Linked DNA regions of Mus musculus: region 2 is linked to region 1. Evidence: chromatin contacts called from public Micro-C data. All regions are on one chromosome and are shown on one strand. Each heading gives the region's core, a stretch centred on a gene start, on an enhancer-like site or on the middle of the called end of the contact. The rest is flanking DNA. Distances are from core to core; before and after follow the strand shown.

Region 1 (7,354 bases), core at 1,242-3,741:
TTGATTCTTGTTTTTCTCCTTAAATCTTCAAGAGTTTTTATTTATTTATTTGTCTTCCCCCCTACCCCTGCCCTAGATTGTACAGGTTTTCCTTGATCTCCGTTATCATAATTTATAAGAAGCCCTTGTCTGGCCCACAGACCAAATATTGATTAGCTCTTGTTATATATAAAACTGTTCAGAAACAAAGAACTTTACAACCACTTCCTGGGTTTCTCTGCGGGCGAATGCTGCAGTGGTCCAGGCTGGGCTCTGCTCTGCAGTATTGACTTTCCCTCTGTCGGTCTATAAGAATGTTGGTGGCGGGGGCTGGAGGTGCCCAAATAGTCCCTTTGCTATCTCTTCTTCTAGGAGTAGAGCGTCAGCTAAAGTGCTTTTCATTTCAACATGGCAGAGGTGTAAAGAATGAATCGAAGCAGGACACTTAGGATGCTCACTCAGCAAACGCACACTTCCACCCACAGGCAGGCAGCCAAAAACTTATTTCGAGGGAAGACTCGAGTGGAAGCCTACACATACTCTTCTGAATCCTGATGTGGGCGTGTGTGGCACAGAAAAGGGTGGAGTCAGTCTGTCAGTCGGCCACTAGGGCTGCCCCTCATTCCGCTCATAGCGGACTTTTCACTGAATTAAGGATGGCTTCAGGATTCGATAGCCGCAGCCTCCTGTGAAGCAATGTCTGACTGATTCGTTAAAGAAGCCGATTCTGTGTTCCCTTCATTATTTAGTGTTTATTTTCTTCATTACTTATTATTATTATTGCCTTAGTGCTTTTAGAATTATAAGTTGATACAGTCTGGGCAGTTGGTTTAAAACCTTAGTTGTCTAACGTGTGTTTTATTTAACAAGTGGTTCCTTTTTGTCTTGAGTTATGGCCAACGACATTTTAAGAATAAAGATCTAGTGACTTGTCTCATTCCTATTATGAGAGAGAAGACTGAACCATGGCTGAAGCCCAAAGCCAAGTGACATTAGCAAGGAACAAAACTTTTAAAGGCTCTGAGATTAACCTATCGTGAACTCTTTTCCCTAAACGGAGGTAAAGGGAATTATGACATAATCAATAAATGTAGCTAAGTCGCCTAAAGGAATAATACGGATCTACAGAATAAAGACCGAGGTAGGACAATGTGACTGCTTTTCAGATACCCATTTTCGTGATCACTGTTTGAAATGGAAATTGCGGGGCTTTGGACCAAATCCGTTTCTAGCGGGGTGGGGGAGTGGGGTGTGTGTGTGTGTGGGGAGTGTGAGAAGCAGTGCTCTAAAATGCCAGCAGAGGGCGCCTTAACAAGTTTCCCTGCGGAGCTTCGCTTGCCCCTAGCTGACCAGAGGAACAGTGGATTAGTGATGGGGAGGGTGTATTTGGAGGAGTCATCTGCCCACGTTTTCCATCAGCCTGACCTAACCTTGAGCTGGAATTTAATATGCTTCTCCTACAGCTCTCTCCATTGATTTCCCTGCCCTGGAAACTTGACTTTGCTCCTATTTTTGTATCTTGCCAAGTATACGTTTCAGACAGATGGATGGATAGCAGATTCTGGGCCTTTTGGCAGGCAAGTGTCCTAATTCATAAAATATTTAGGAAAAGATTCATAAGTTAGTCTTAAGTCCCCTCTGCAATGTTTCTGGGTTTTGTGTGTGACCTATTGTGCCTTTGAGAAAGACCCTGAATGCTGGATATCTTAAAACACTGCCCAGAATTTTCTTAGAGTTTTGAAAAGCTAAGCTATTACTGTGAGTGAGTGTCGGTTGGTGAAGTGCTTTCTTTAAAAATAGGCTCTTACTATGTAGCTCTGGCTTGGTCTGTAACTTGTTATATAGGCCAGTGTGGGAACAGGACCGAAAATAGGGGGTGAGAAAAGACAGAGTCACATGGGGAACTCCAGGGATCAGACTCCAGGGAGCAGTATCAGGGTGTAGATCTGAGTTAATGTGCAGTGCGTAAGCTTATAGACAGTGTTTGAGCCAATCCCAAGTCCCTACAGTCTCAGCCAATTGTATCTCTCCACACCGTCACCCTGCTTCAATGAAGGTCCTGCCTGATAATGTAGCTCAGGAGCACGGAGGGCATTGCCAACCGTGAGGACTTCCGTGAAAACAGCCACTACGGTGGCCTCCGTTCCTTTTGGATGTCACTGTTGCGTAAGCCATCTTAGACCTATTGCCTGTTACAGCAGGCAGATCAGGACTCTTGGCGGAGTGGCAGGATGCTATGGCTTCTTGCTCTCCACCCCACTTTTTCCCCTCACAAGATTGCCTTCCACAACCCCTACAGGCCAGGCTTGCCTCAAACTCACCTCGGTCTCTCAAGCGTGAGCTGCGGTGGTGCCTGCCTTACCTGGTGAGGTCAGGAGAAAGCCGTGCTGCATGAGCTGTTGTTACGTTCTGGACGTTGGCCGTTCTAAAGCTGTGTGTTGCGACCATTTAAGAGGCTCCCATGTGTAGCCTGGGTTTGTGCATGCTCATTTGCCACTTGGCTATCTTCTTTGATGTGTTTTCCAGGGTTCCTGACTTGGGACGCCTGCCTGTTTCTTGTGCAATTTAGAACTCAGCGTGGCTTTGAGGAACTTAGCTTATACTACTAAGGACACTGATGTCACTGTCTTTTTCGTTTTTTTTTTTTTTTTTTTTTTTTTTTTTTTTTTGTTTTGTTTTGTTTTGTTTTTTGTTTTGTTTTGTTTTTGTTTTTGTTTTCTCCCCACTATGAAAACAACCATTGAATGGTCCACTGGCTTCATGCCTTCTGTACTGGTCAACACCAGATTTTTCAATTTTATTTTTCTGGTTCTCAAAATCATCAGATTTCTCCAAGGGAAAGGATGCTACATGCTATCAACTCTTCATGGTCTCCTGTCTGGTTCATTTGGTCTTAGCGTTTGTTGCTTGTGAATGAATATGAGGTGTAAACTAAATGGCTTTTGTATTTCCTTTACTTCATCTTTGGGAGGGCACTGGTATCCATGGAGTAGATTAACCTTTTTGTACTTAGTATCAGATAATTCATTTCCACATTGTGACAGGGCAAGACAGGGCAGAGGTTCCCTCTGTCTTGTACTCTTGCGGAGGCCGTTTCTGGTTTAACTTGTATTTGCTCTCCTTGATGGAGTATCTTGTGGAAAATCACACAACCCTGTTCTAGGACTCTGTAAGGTCAAGATGCCCTAGCTAACTTAGCCTGTCTTCTGGCAAATGGTTTTCTTGTACTGACTACCCCATTCAGCTAATTGCTAATCAAAGTTCTTGCTTGTATGAAGCCCTGACCTGCAGCTGGGTAGTTAGATGCCAGGATTCAGTTTCTGTCTTCCAAAATTCTGTGCTCTGGACACTCATGCTACACTCAGGTCTGAATACCTGGTCACAGACAGCTGGAGTAAAGACTTTAAATAGGCTATAAACTGTACCTGACTGGTTATGTCTGGTGGACTCTTACAGTAACAACATAAAAATTGTTTTAGCATAAAGGATAAAAATGACATGTGAGTTATTTGGCTGTGGATTATTATTTACAAAATCACTTTCAGAAGTCAAAAATAACACTAAAAATAGTCTGAGCAGGATCCTGAAAACGGATAGACATTTAATCAAAATTAGTTTTTCTTATTTTAATTAAATCCTATAGTGCTTTACACAGCTTGGCATTTACTATGATAGAGTGAAGTAATGCTATGTAAGTGTCTTTGTGGCACAGATGGACCGTGGTATGGTGAAGGGCAGCGAGCTTGACCTTATGGAAACCTTAGGTGTAACTCATTACTTGTGTGGCTTTCTGATGCGGTTTTGCAAACCTTCTCTTAGCCATCTTGATCTTGCTCCATTTCTGATGCTCTGTCTTTATCACGCCCCCATCTTCACAGTCACAAAGTTTATTGCTTGAGCCTCAGATAGCCATTCATTAATTGAAACTTTAGCTTCACCAACTTTAGTGAAAAGCCTGTATTCATATCTTCAATCCATTTCAGTGTAATTCTAATCTTGTGGTTTGTTGTTATTGTTGTTTTTTTTTTTAAATCTTTGCAGAAAATAACTAATGGAGTTTTGATTCATTCATGTGAACTGTAATTGGGTTTGTAATGTTAAAGAATAAAATACTAATACTCTTCAGGTAATACTTTTTTTAAAATCCCTTTCTGATAACCATGACTAAATAATGTGAGAAAATAGTATTTGAGAAACAGGATCCACACATTTAATATTATGAAGATTTGGTGTGCTAAATATGCTATTTTGACTCACTTTCTTGGTATTATCATGACATGGTTTAAGATACCATCACTCAACCAAAATGATTATAGCTCTTCTTCCTGTATTAACAATATTTATTTGTAACATTATACAGGCAAAATGTGTTATATTTATGTGTTTAGGAATACACATGTCTATTCACACAGAGATCAACATATATTATTGTAAAAATAATTAATGAAATTTGAAAGTGAGCAAGGAGATGGGTAAGTGGGAGAGTTTGCAGGAAGGAGAGGGAAAGGGTAATTATATTAACAGCTAGAGACAGAGACAGAGAGCTACTGAAATCATTCTAAATGCATGTAAAGATATTTAAGTATACCAGCACTAATTTAGTATTTATCCCATATATACAGAAACACACATACAGATGCATACAACTAATAAAAATATGATTATTCCACTAAAATCCTATTGGAAGGAAATACCACTTTAAGAACCAGCCATCTTGTCTCCCCTTTGAAGAAGAGTGAATTTCCTATGGCCCTTTGGAGAAGTGGTTTGAATGTTTACTTGATAGTCACAAAGCTGGAAACCTTGTGAGTAAATTAGGTTTTACAAAGCGCTATGTATTTATTGGAGTTTAACAAAATTGCATGATTCTGTAATACTTGGGGATCAGCAGGAAGGGACCCTTGGGAGAGAAAGCCTCACAGCTGGGAATAATTAAGCCTGATTAGTTTGCTGCTGAGAAAATCAAACTGGAAAGAAACTTGTCTTGGCATGGGGGAGGGGAATTCCAGGCTGCATACCCCGGTAGATTCTGGTTCTTAAAGTGTCTGGGGGTGAATGTAAGTCTCCAATGCTTGGAAGTTCCCCAGCTAGGCTATTTAATGTCTGCATAATCATTGTGTTTGACTCCCCTGGTATTTGTTAGAAGCTCAGGAAAATTGATCCAACTTTTCTTTGCATCTACTTTGTAACTTTTCCATATATCCCACGGATTCCTTCATATTTTCATTTGACCTTATAAATAGACAGACTATAAATGGTTTAATAATTTATATTCACTTCACACAGACCGATATAGCTGAGGTTTCTGAGAACTTGGCAAAGAATATAAATATTAGTTCTTCTAAAAAGAACCTTTCACATCATAGGGCACAAGATTGGCTTGAATTACCCTTCAGAAGCTTTCAAAGGGGACAGTGGGAATTTAAACAAGAGCTATGCAGACACATCATCCATCATTCCTGAAGCTGCCACCCCAGATAAGGAATTGGTGCCTAAGGAGCCAGATAAGCTGTGCTTAATAAAGCAAAATAAACAAAATAAGATGACAATTGAAAGCATAGCTCTTATTAGCTTCTTCCTTTTGTATTTGAGCTGTAGATCTTCATTGAAAATATGTAACATTTCTTTCAAGTAGAATGTTAGATCACTAACAAATTATGCATATAAATTAAATATGATGTGTTCTTTCAGGCTTTTAAAAGTCTATCAGATTACTTATTTTCAATTCCGTTGTCAGTGGGTGATCACACGTGTTGCTTTATTACAAATGCACAAGTTAGTATGTTAAACTCTTTGCAGTGGAAATATTATGACTTGATAATATGTGGTTATAGGCAGTAATGGTAGTAATTTGATATTTTTGTTAGCAAGAGAATCAATGATTTATTTATTTACTTATTCAGTGTGTGTGTGTGTGTGTGTGTGTGTGTGTGTGTGTGCTCACTCTTACACGACTACGAGTGCCTGTAGAGGCAAGATGAAGGACCTGGGTCCCCTGAAGTTCTAGGTGTTCATAATACAATCCACACTTCTTTCCCCCTTATTGTGCAGCAAGTACTCTTTACAGGTAAGCCATCTTTACAGCCTTGGTTCCCTTGGTTGGCAACCAGCTCAGCCAACTCTACCCACAATAATAGTCAAGGCTGGCAAGGACAAAATATTTTGGAGAGACTTTTATTGTTGGCACTTAATATTGCAACACCAGGGGTAGTATGTGGGAAGGAAGACTAGAAAGGCTGTTGGGCTGCTTATACAGTGAGAACAAGAGGAACAGGGCACATCTGTACCAATTTCCATGTCTACCGCTGCAGCCTTACAGGTACGCAGGGTCTAGATCCTCCAGCCATAAACTTTTGTTAAGTCGCCAGGGAAAACACTTCTCCTGGGTCTAAGTAAGCATTGCTACAAAGGAAGGTAGGTTCATCAAGAGGTCACCAAAGCTTTGCAGGGCGAGTGCTATCTGTTGCAAGCTGTCTGGTGCACCTTTGGCAGGACCAAGGCATCCTATAACAAAAGTGACTTCATAAGTGGCAGTGATTTCAGTGATCTTCATAAGACGTTGTGGGGCTCTTTGGATGACAGTTCAGCCAGTGGTCTAAAAGGAGGGGCTATATAATGGACCATTTTCTGTTCAAAGCAATCAGGCACAAGAAAATGGTGTGAGAGTTGTCCATATGGCCAGTCTAAGGTCATTTAAAAGGGAAAACATCAGAAGGAGCTTAGAATAAATATCTATCATGGAATTAATATTCATAGCAGTGCTTAATTGATGGGATAACTTGCCTTGACCTGAGATTGCAATATGCTGTGGAGAATGGATAGCAACTCCAGTGCTCGCCCAGTAAGTGACTAGAACATCCCCACATATGTTCCAAAGTCACTGAAGGAACAAATAAGTATGTCAGCTTAAATCCACATGCCAGATGGACACCCCTGCGCCAGTTCCCTGTAAAGAATAGTGTGTCTTTAATTCATCATTAAAGAAAAAAAAAAACAAATTGAATTGACTGATTGCTTCGTCTTATTTTGCTGTTGTGTATGACTGTGAAGAACATGGAGTATGGTCTGCTTTCGCAATGCATGGTGGGAGTTGACGTGCCTACTGTTCACATCTCAGGAGTGTGAAAGTCAACCTCGGTCATCAGGAATCCGTTAGCACATTCGCCAGGCGTCCTACAAGCTAGCCTTTATCAGTAAGACTGTCAGTATGCCAATCATTTTATCCCTTGAGTTAGTCTTATCTGATCTTGGGAAGGAAGAAAGGACGATGTTCATAGGTCGACTGCCACCCCTTCACATAATGTCAATGCATGGAAGTTCCGAGTGGAGTACAGTCTTCCAGGAACCACTCCCTGCAGAGCACACATCCTGAGTG
Region 2 (7,354 bases), core at 990-3,489, 210 kb before region 1:
CAAGCCTGAACTCTACTGTCCAGCTCAAGCTAGAGAAAAAGGGCAACCAGGACTAGTCTTCACCACCCCTCCCCCAATCAGGACCTCGTGGCTGCACGCCGGGATAAAGAGTTGTTTCCCCAACTGCTGTGATCCTCGTGGCACGTTGCTCATTTTCTTCCCTCTGGTCACCTAAGAACCACGAGCCCTGCTGCGCTCTCCAGTTTTCTCCCCTCCGCGCCAGCTTATCAAGAGAAAACCGGACGGGAACACGGGATCCTGCCAAGTACCCGCCACGCTCATGGAGCCCGGGCCGGCAGCACATGTCGCACAAGGGGGCAGGCGGCCCTTGTGGGTTCCCCGCGCGGCCGCCAGGGGGCGGCAGGTCAGAGCCGGGCCGCGCTGCGCCGGACGCGGAGACTCCCCCCCCCCCCCAACCCCCGCCCGTTTCTGGGCGGCTGCGCGGCGAGCGGCGGCGCGGAGGCCCGAGCGTGGCGAGGCTCCGGACACGCCGGCCGTCCTTTGTGTCCCGCGCGCCCCCCGGCCAGGCTCCGGGGGAGGGAGGGGGGCGGACAGGGCGCTCGCCGCACGCGGCCCGAGGCCTAAGCCGGGAACAATCGGCGGCGGCGCGCAGTCGCCGCCATGTCCCCCCCCCCCCCGCCCTCGGCGCGCGCAGCCCGCCCCGCAGGAACATGGCGGCGGGGCCGCCGCTCCTGCCGAACCCGCCCGGCCCTCCCGCGCCGCGCTCGCAGCCAGCGCCCGTCCGGGGCTCCGCGCCGCCCCGAGGGCGGGCCGGGGCGTCCCGGGCCGCCCGGGCGGACCGCAGGGGTCGCCTCGCCCGCGAGGGGAGCTGCCCACGCGGCCGCACACAAAGCCCACGCGGAGCGCGGGGTGGCGCCCCGGCCCCGTCGCCCCGCAGCTCCCGCGTCCCGGAGCCCGGCCCGGCGCGCACAAAGTTTCGGGGACGCCGAGTGCCGCCCGCCCACGCCGCCCGCGCGCAGGTTCCTCGTGGGCGCGCCCCCTCCCGGCCCGCGGCCTGCCCCATGTGCCGCCGCCGCTTTGTTCTGGAGGCGCTTTAACTCTCGCCCCCGGGAGAAACTTTCCCCGCACGGCGGCCGCGCGCCCCGCCCGGCTCCCGCCGCTCCCGGGACGGCCGCCGGCCTCGTGCGAAGCCTCCCGAGGGCCATTGTGTGCGCCGGGCGGGCCTCTCCGGGGCCCGGGCCGCCGCCCCCTCGGGCCCCCTCCGGCCCGCGTGCGCGCCAGGACGGCCGCCCCACGCCGGCGCCCAACGGCCCGAGACCCACCCGGCCCGCGGCCCCCGCCCTCCCGCCCGTCCCGCCGCCGCCGCCGCTCCGCTTAGCGCACAACAGGTTTCCCTGAGCCGGCGGCGGGGCGGGCGCACTCACCGCAGCAGCCGCCACCATCTTCGCCAGCCTCCGCGCCACTCCGGCCCGAGGCCCCAGGCCGGGGGTGCGGCGTGGCCCGCCCGGCCCGGTCCGAGCTCGGGGCTCCGTGGAGAGGCACGGGCGGCGTGGGGGACCGTCCCCACCCCTCGGCCTCGCCGCAGGGCGCGAAGTGGCGCGAAGGCGCGGGCCGGGGCGGCGGCGGCGGCACCTCGAAGGACCATGTGGGTGAATGAAGGGCGGCGGCTCCCGCCTCAACGTAAATACGGACAAGCCCCACTCCCTCATTAGCATAAAAAACAAAGTACTTCCGACCTCCCCGCCCGCCCGCCAATCACCGCAGGCCCCGCCCACGGCGGCTCGTTCTTGGCGGCCAGGCGAGCGGGAGCCGGGGGAGCCGCTGGTGGCGCCGCGCCGCCTTCCCCGGGCCGCGCGTCCCCCGGGGTCCGCCCACTGCCGCCCGCTGCCCTCGGCGCAGGGCTCCGGGCCGGGACACCTCGCGCCACGCCCCCGGCACGCCCTCCCGAGCCAGCCCCGCGCGTGCGGACCCCGCGCCGCGCACCCTCCTGCGAGCGCACGCGGCTCAGGCTTCCCGCCAGCCGCGCTGGCCGGGGACTCGACGGAGGCGCCCGGTGACCACAGCTCGCCCACTCTCCCGTAGCCGCCGATCGGGAGGCCCACGCGAGTGGGAGACGAGTCACATCCACTCGCCCACCGTCGCCCCCCCCGATCTCCGTAGATCACGGATCCTTTGGGGGTCCAGCTCCTCCCGGGAAAGTCTCCTTAAACCTGGCCGCGTGCGACGGGGCGCGTGCTGGGCTCGGAGCTTCGCGACCAGTACCTGAGCCGCCTCCCTCGCCTAGTGCAGCACCGAGAAGTCTGGGCTCTCTGGTAGAGAGAGAGCACAGGGCTCGGAAAGTGCCTTGTAAACAACCCCAGAGCTGAGATAAGCCCACTCCCTGCTACATGCTGTGGTTCAGGAAATTCCAGAATTCTCAGAAACCTTATTAAAAGAATTGAGAATTCATAACATCTACTACAAGCAGCAATTTCAAACTGGTTTCGAGCAATCCAGTTCGTAGTCTTTGCAAAGCACATGCCACTTCTGTCCTGTGCTTTTTACAAGGAAACTGTAAAAACCGAATTCACCCGAAGATATCTCTAATGTCCCAGTGTTATGGGGCTGGCTTGGCATTCATTTCTTGGCACTTTCTCCATTTATTATACTCCCGACTTACTTTATCATGTATCACTTAATTTCGGCTGACATTTTAAAATAATGGATTAGCGGTTTTTCATCCCTTACTTTTCACTAGTAAGAAACTTTTCTAGATACTTTTTTGCTTTGAAAAATCAAAATTCATGAAGTTTCGAGTATGTAGACTGTCTGAAATACAGACCTTTATAAGTTGCTCGAAGGGGAAAAATGAAAGCTAATTTTATTAAGTCTCATTTACATTACTGTTGGCTGGCACTGACTATGTCAAATTTTCCTTAGAACTTTTATCTTCTGTTTTAAACTGGAGTGGTTGTTGTGTGCGTTCATCACTCTGAATCATGGGAAATCCCACCTATAGACAAGTTTCTTGGCAGAAAAGTTACTTATTTCTTAGTTTCGTTCCAATTAAAATCAACACAGAAATAGTTCTATTTTAAGAATCTGTTTTAAGCTATCTAACAGTATTTCTCTGGAAATCTGGCATGTAATCAGCTATTCTCTGTATCTATAGTAAGTATAAAGGATTTGGTTCTTAACACATACTTTTTTTTTTTTACGGTAATCAGAATTTTGGAAGATGTAAATTCATTTAAACTTATTGACTTGGAAAGCCCAGAAAGTTTCAGAATTACTAGGTTGCATTTTATTTTAAAATGTGCACTCATGCTTCCTTTCAAAATTAATAAAGCATATTGATTATAATGAAGACAATTGAAAACCATTTTATACCAATGAATTTAAAACTTAGTCCCCTGCCCCCCCTCTGTGCGTGTGTGTGTGTGTGTGTGTGTGTGTGTGTGTGAAGCCATTACTAATTAGAAACATCCACATCTGCAGTTTCCCGGGCCACAGCCAGGTACATATTATAAGTAAAGAAAATTTTCATGAGCATAATTATGAGCATCACAAAAAATATCTGAGCTGCTCTCAAATGCCATCTTCAGCTAAAGAGTATACAAAGCTCTGTGACATAGCAAGGAGAAACGGGCACTGTAGCATACAGTGTGATGTTACAGAAGCCAGAGCCTCTGTAGAAAGGAAAAGCTCTGTTCAGTATGAGAGCAAAGCCTTGGTGCTTACGTGCCGAGACACTGGCAGTAGAAGACTGCCCTTCACTTTACACTCGTGGGGTTCTGAGCCTTACAGGATAGGGGTGGTAAGTTGAGGGAGGGCATCTATAAAGTCCTGGAGTTGACTACTAACCCTTGTTGCTGGGTGACTGTGACACTATAAGTTGACTAGTGTTTGGTGTTTGGTGTTTGAAAGATAAATTCAATTAAAATGTTCTCTTTTTTAGCATTATTAAAGGGTAGGTCTTAAGAAACTACCTGAATGAGCAACAAGTACCCATCTTAGAGGGGAAGTTTTCAAACCTCACCATATTTGAATCTTGGGTGTCCTGTTTAAAACATGTTCAATTTAGAAAATTAAAGAAAATCTGTAAATTGATCACAGCAACTAAGCACATTTAATATTTTTGAAGATCCACATTTTTAATGGTTTCTCTTCTTGTAACCATTTATTATTTTCTCCATGGTATTTGGATTTAATGGGGTACAGCAACTTAAATACGACTGTGGGTTTATAAAATTAACTCGTTGTAAAATAAGAATGGGCGTGGATCATCTTTGGTAATGTAGTAAGCTGCCCCTCGGTACAAATTAAAAGATGAGTTATAGTATTTTTTTTAACAACATGTCAATATGTTTGGAACTGCATAACCTAGGCTTAGCATATCTGTTGTGTTTAATCTTGGCCATTTAATGACTCTTCTATCCACTTTGCCCATCATGTACAAATGCTCATAGTTCCTGCTGTACTAGTCAGAGGTACAGCAAAGAATCAGACAGAAATTAAGATTATTTTATTAAAATTATTTTTAAGGTTATTAAAAATTAAGAACTACAAAATGTTGCTGGCTACTGAGAATCTTCCAGGAATGAGTTTTTAGTCTCTTCGAGGCTCTGTTTCATTTGCTCCTTCCAATAGCTTTTTGAATAATTTCTCCTAATGTGGGCTGCTTTAAAACAGTGACAATCTGTGAGTCACTTGGTGACAATGCACATATAGAATAAATATAGGGATTATTCATTCACCACAGACAGTATCCCAAGACATTCTGTGGGTCTGTGGACTTGTAGTGAAAGCAAAGTCCTTTGATCATTTAAATGAAAAGTTTCATCTATGTCCTTGGAATTAAATTAGAAACCATGGAAGGAAGGATGAGTAAAAAGCAACTGGCAAGCAACTTCCTTTTCTTCTTTCCATCCTTTCTCTTCTTGTTACATCTTTGAAGCTGTCCCTGTGGTGCCCTGAAGAGCTGAAGGAGGATAACTCCTGATGACTCAATTAAGACGACCAGTCGTGCTGGGAACAGCCTATCACAGCCTTGCAACAGCCACAAGCCTTAAAGATTGCCCAGGGCAGTCATCTGCCAATGTGTGTAAAACCGTGAGGCTTTTACAAAAACAAGAGAGACAGGATCATTTCTATTAAACCTTCCAAGGCAACCTATCGTTATAGGATGGAATAGTGCAGTACTTCAGTAGTTTTTCACAACATTTTCTTAGAAGGATGTATCAAATATCAAAATTGCAAGTAACTAATTTCAAACTTCTGACTCTCAGCTCAGTGTTTCTCAACCTGACTGTTCTTCTATTACTCAAGGAGCCATTAAGACATGCAAATATCTGGCTCATACCTGCAGACATTCTAATTTAGTTAGTCAGAGTGTAGCCAAGTTTTCCCCCTTTTAATTCCCAGATCATGTTTCATGCTTATGTGAGAAGGGGCTGCCAGCTTTGTGACTTAGTCTATCGTTAGATGAGCATGTCTGACTAGTTCTCACTGTGAGTTGGTGAATCTTGCTAGGAGCTGCTGTCTCCTTGTCCCAGTTGTGTACATATAACACACGAAGAAGCCAGGAGGAATTAATCAGGGTTATTCTAAGTCCCCCCATGCTCCCCCCCCCACACACACCCTAAGGATTAGATGTGAGGTCTGACCAAGTCAAAGAACTTGGAAGCAACCTTGAGAGCAGCATCAGCAGTTTCTAAGGCACACTGGGCAAGAGCTGAACTGGCTGGCCTGACTGCTGTCCAGGTTTGGGATTGGAGGAACGAAGGCAATGACTTAACCGTGTAAGCTCCTGCTTCACAGAGTTGTGTTGAGTTTGTTTGCCTAGAAGGTGATGGAATTTTTATATAAGTATATAAGTATATAAGTATATAAGTAGTCATCCAGACCTCTTATAAAGTTTTGAAATTAACAAGACATTATAATAACGGTCGAAGATAGGAGATATTTCTAAATGGCATTACTTTTTGTTGTTTATATTCAACCCTAAACATGTCTTGGGTTTTTCTCTATTGTGTTGATTTCAAATATTGGCTATAATGCCCTTCAATATCGGAGGAGACAAACTGATATAATGCCGTGTTTTACCAGTTAATAGTTTCCCAAACAACTCAAGACCTGGATTGGGTAGTTTTTTGTTTTGTTTTGTTTTGTTTTGTTTTGTTTTGTTTTGTTTTGTTCTTTTCTTTAAAACTGTTTGGAACAACAGATTTCATACTACTCTATAAAATTTTCTTGAGTATTAATTTTCATTCTTAGAGTGGACCCTAATCCTTTGCCGTATGTCTAGGTGGTCCAAAATCAAGTTTATGTAAAATTGTTGCTAGTATTGCATAATTTTCCCTTTGGCAACAGTGTGTTTGGGTTGAAGATATGTGGTGGTTCAGCTGCTATGTTTCTTTTTCTTTTTCTTTTTAAATGTTAATTTATTCTTCTCATATACAGTGTGTCCTGACCACAGCGTCCCCTCCCTCCATCCTCCCACTCCCTTCCCCCAAACTCCCCTCTCTCCAGATCCACTTCCCCTACCTGTAAACCTCCAGAAAAGAGCAGCTGCTGTATATCTTAAAGATCTTGTTTGGGGGAAGAGAACGTGGGTGAGTTGGAAAAGATAAATGAAGGGTAGATATGATATTTAAAAAGAAAAAGAAAAAAAGACTAGATATTCTGGGCCAGCAATATGGTCCAGCATGTAAAGGTGCTTGCTAACAACCAGAAGACCTGAGTTTGGTCCCAGGACACACAAGGTAGAAGGAGAGAAAGAAGAGACCCCACTCTTGTAGATTTTCTTCTGAAGGTCACACGCACCTTGGCACCTGCTCCAGCATGCACACGCACTAGAACAGTGTAATATACTTGTAAAACAATAGATAATCTGATAAACTCATTAAAAACTGAAAAGTAGTAACAGTTGTTCCTATTAAGCAAGTAGAACGAATCCAAGAGAGTACTTAAATCTTAATAATACTTAAAACTTAAAACACTTAAATACTCTTAAAGTTGACTTAAAGTCAACATAAAAAGAGTTGAGGAATGCTGATTTAGAATAGACAGCAGGGTGAGGATAGGCTATGTACAAAAGCCTAAGAAGGTAGTGTTGGAACTGTTCTAATTGACTTGTAGCAGGTGGCTACTTGGGTTGTTTTTTTTTTAGTCAGACACTTGGGATGCTGGCTGTTGTGCACTTTGTTCTTTGTATAAGATCGTTCAGTTTCAGATTGTTCAGTTTCGTAATAGTAACAACAAGCAGGAACAAAGTATCAGTATAAAATCTTAGGGGAGACAGAAGCAGGGGTGAACGGGGCACATTCAAGGACAGTGCGCTGAGGGAGTTGCAAGTTCCTGATGACATTAGTCTGTTCTCTCCACGATTGTATGTGGATGGGTCGGTAGCATT

Evidence for each region. Hi-C and Micro-C count contacts between places; a contact is called where the count stands out from the background.
Region 2: a contact with region 1 is called in a Micro-C map of the G1E-ER4 cell line. The contact joins the enhancer-like site here to the promoter of 4930524C18Rik in region 1. A contact is called at or near these places in 2 of 39 promoter capture datasets (HPC-7-derived erythroid cells and cranial neural crest) and 2 of 484 Hi-C or Micro-C datasets (both in the G1E-ER4 cell line).

What each region holds. Positions count from the first base shown.
Region 1 is chr14:114,827,102-114,834,455 of GRCm38.p6, reverse strand. It overlaps 4930524C18Rik (RIKEN cDNA 4930524C18 gene), which reads right to left and starts at 2,491. Exons shown (of 6, transcript NR_045661.1): 1 at 2,342-2,491. The region is part of intron 1 of Gm41244 (a long non-coding RNA gene); the gene reads left to right.
Region 2 is chr14:115,035,231-115,042,584 of GRCm38.p6, reverse strand. No RefSeq gene overlaps it. Among named protein-coding and RNA genes, the nearest start is that of Mir17, 4.8 kb to the left of the region's middle. Within about 2 kb of position 2,239, at least 277 of the 459 cell types and tissues checked have an H3K27ac peak or open chromatin away from gene starts, as enhancers often do. A contact at or near this core is called in the G1E-ER4 cell line, where this site is marked.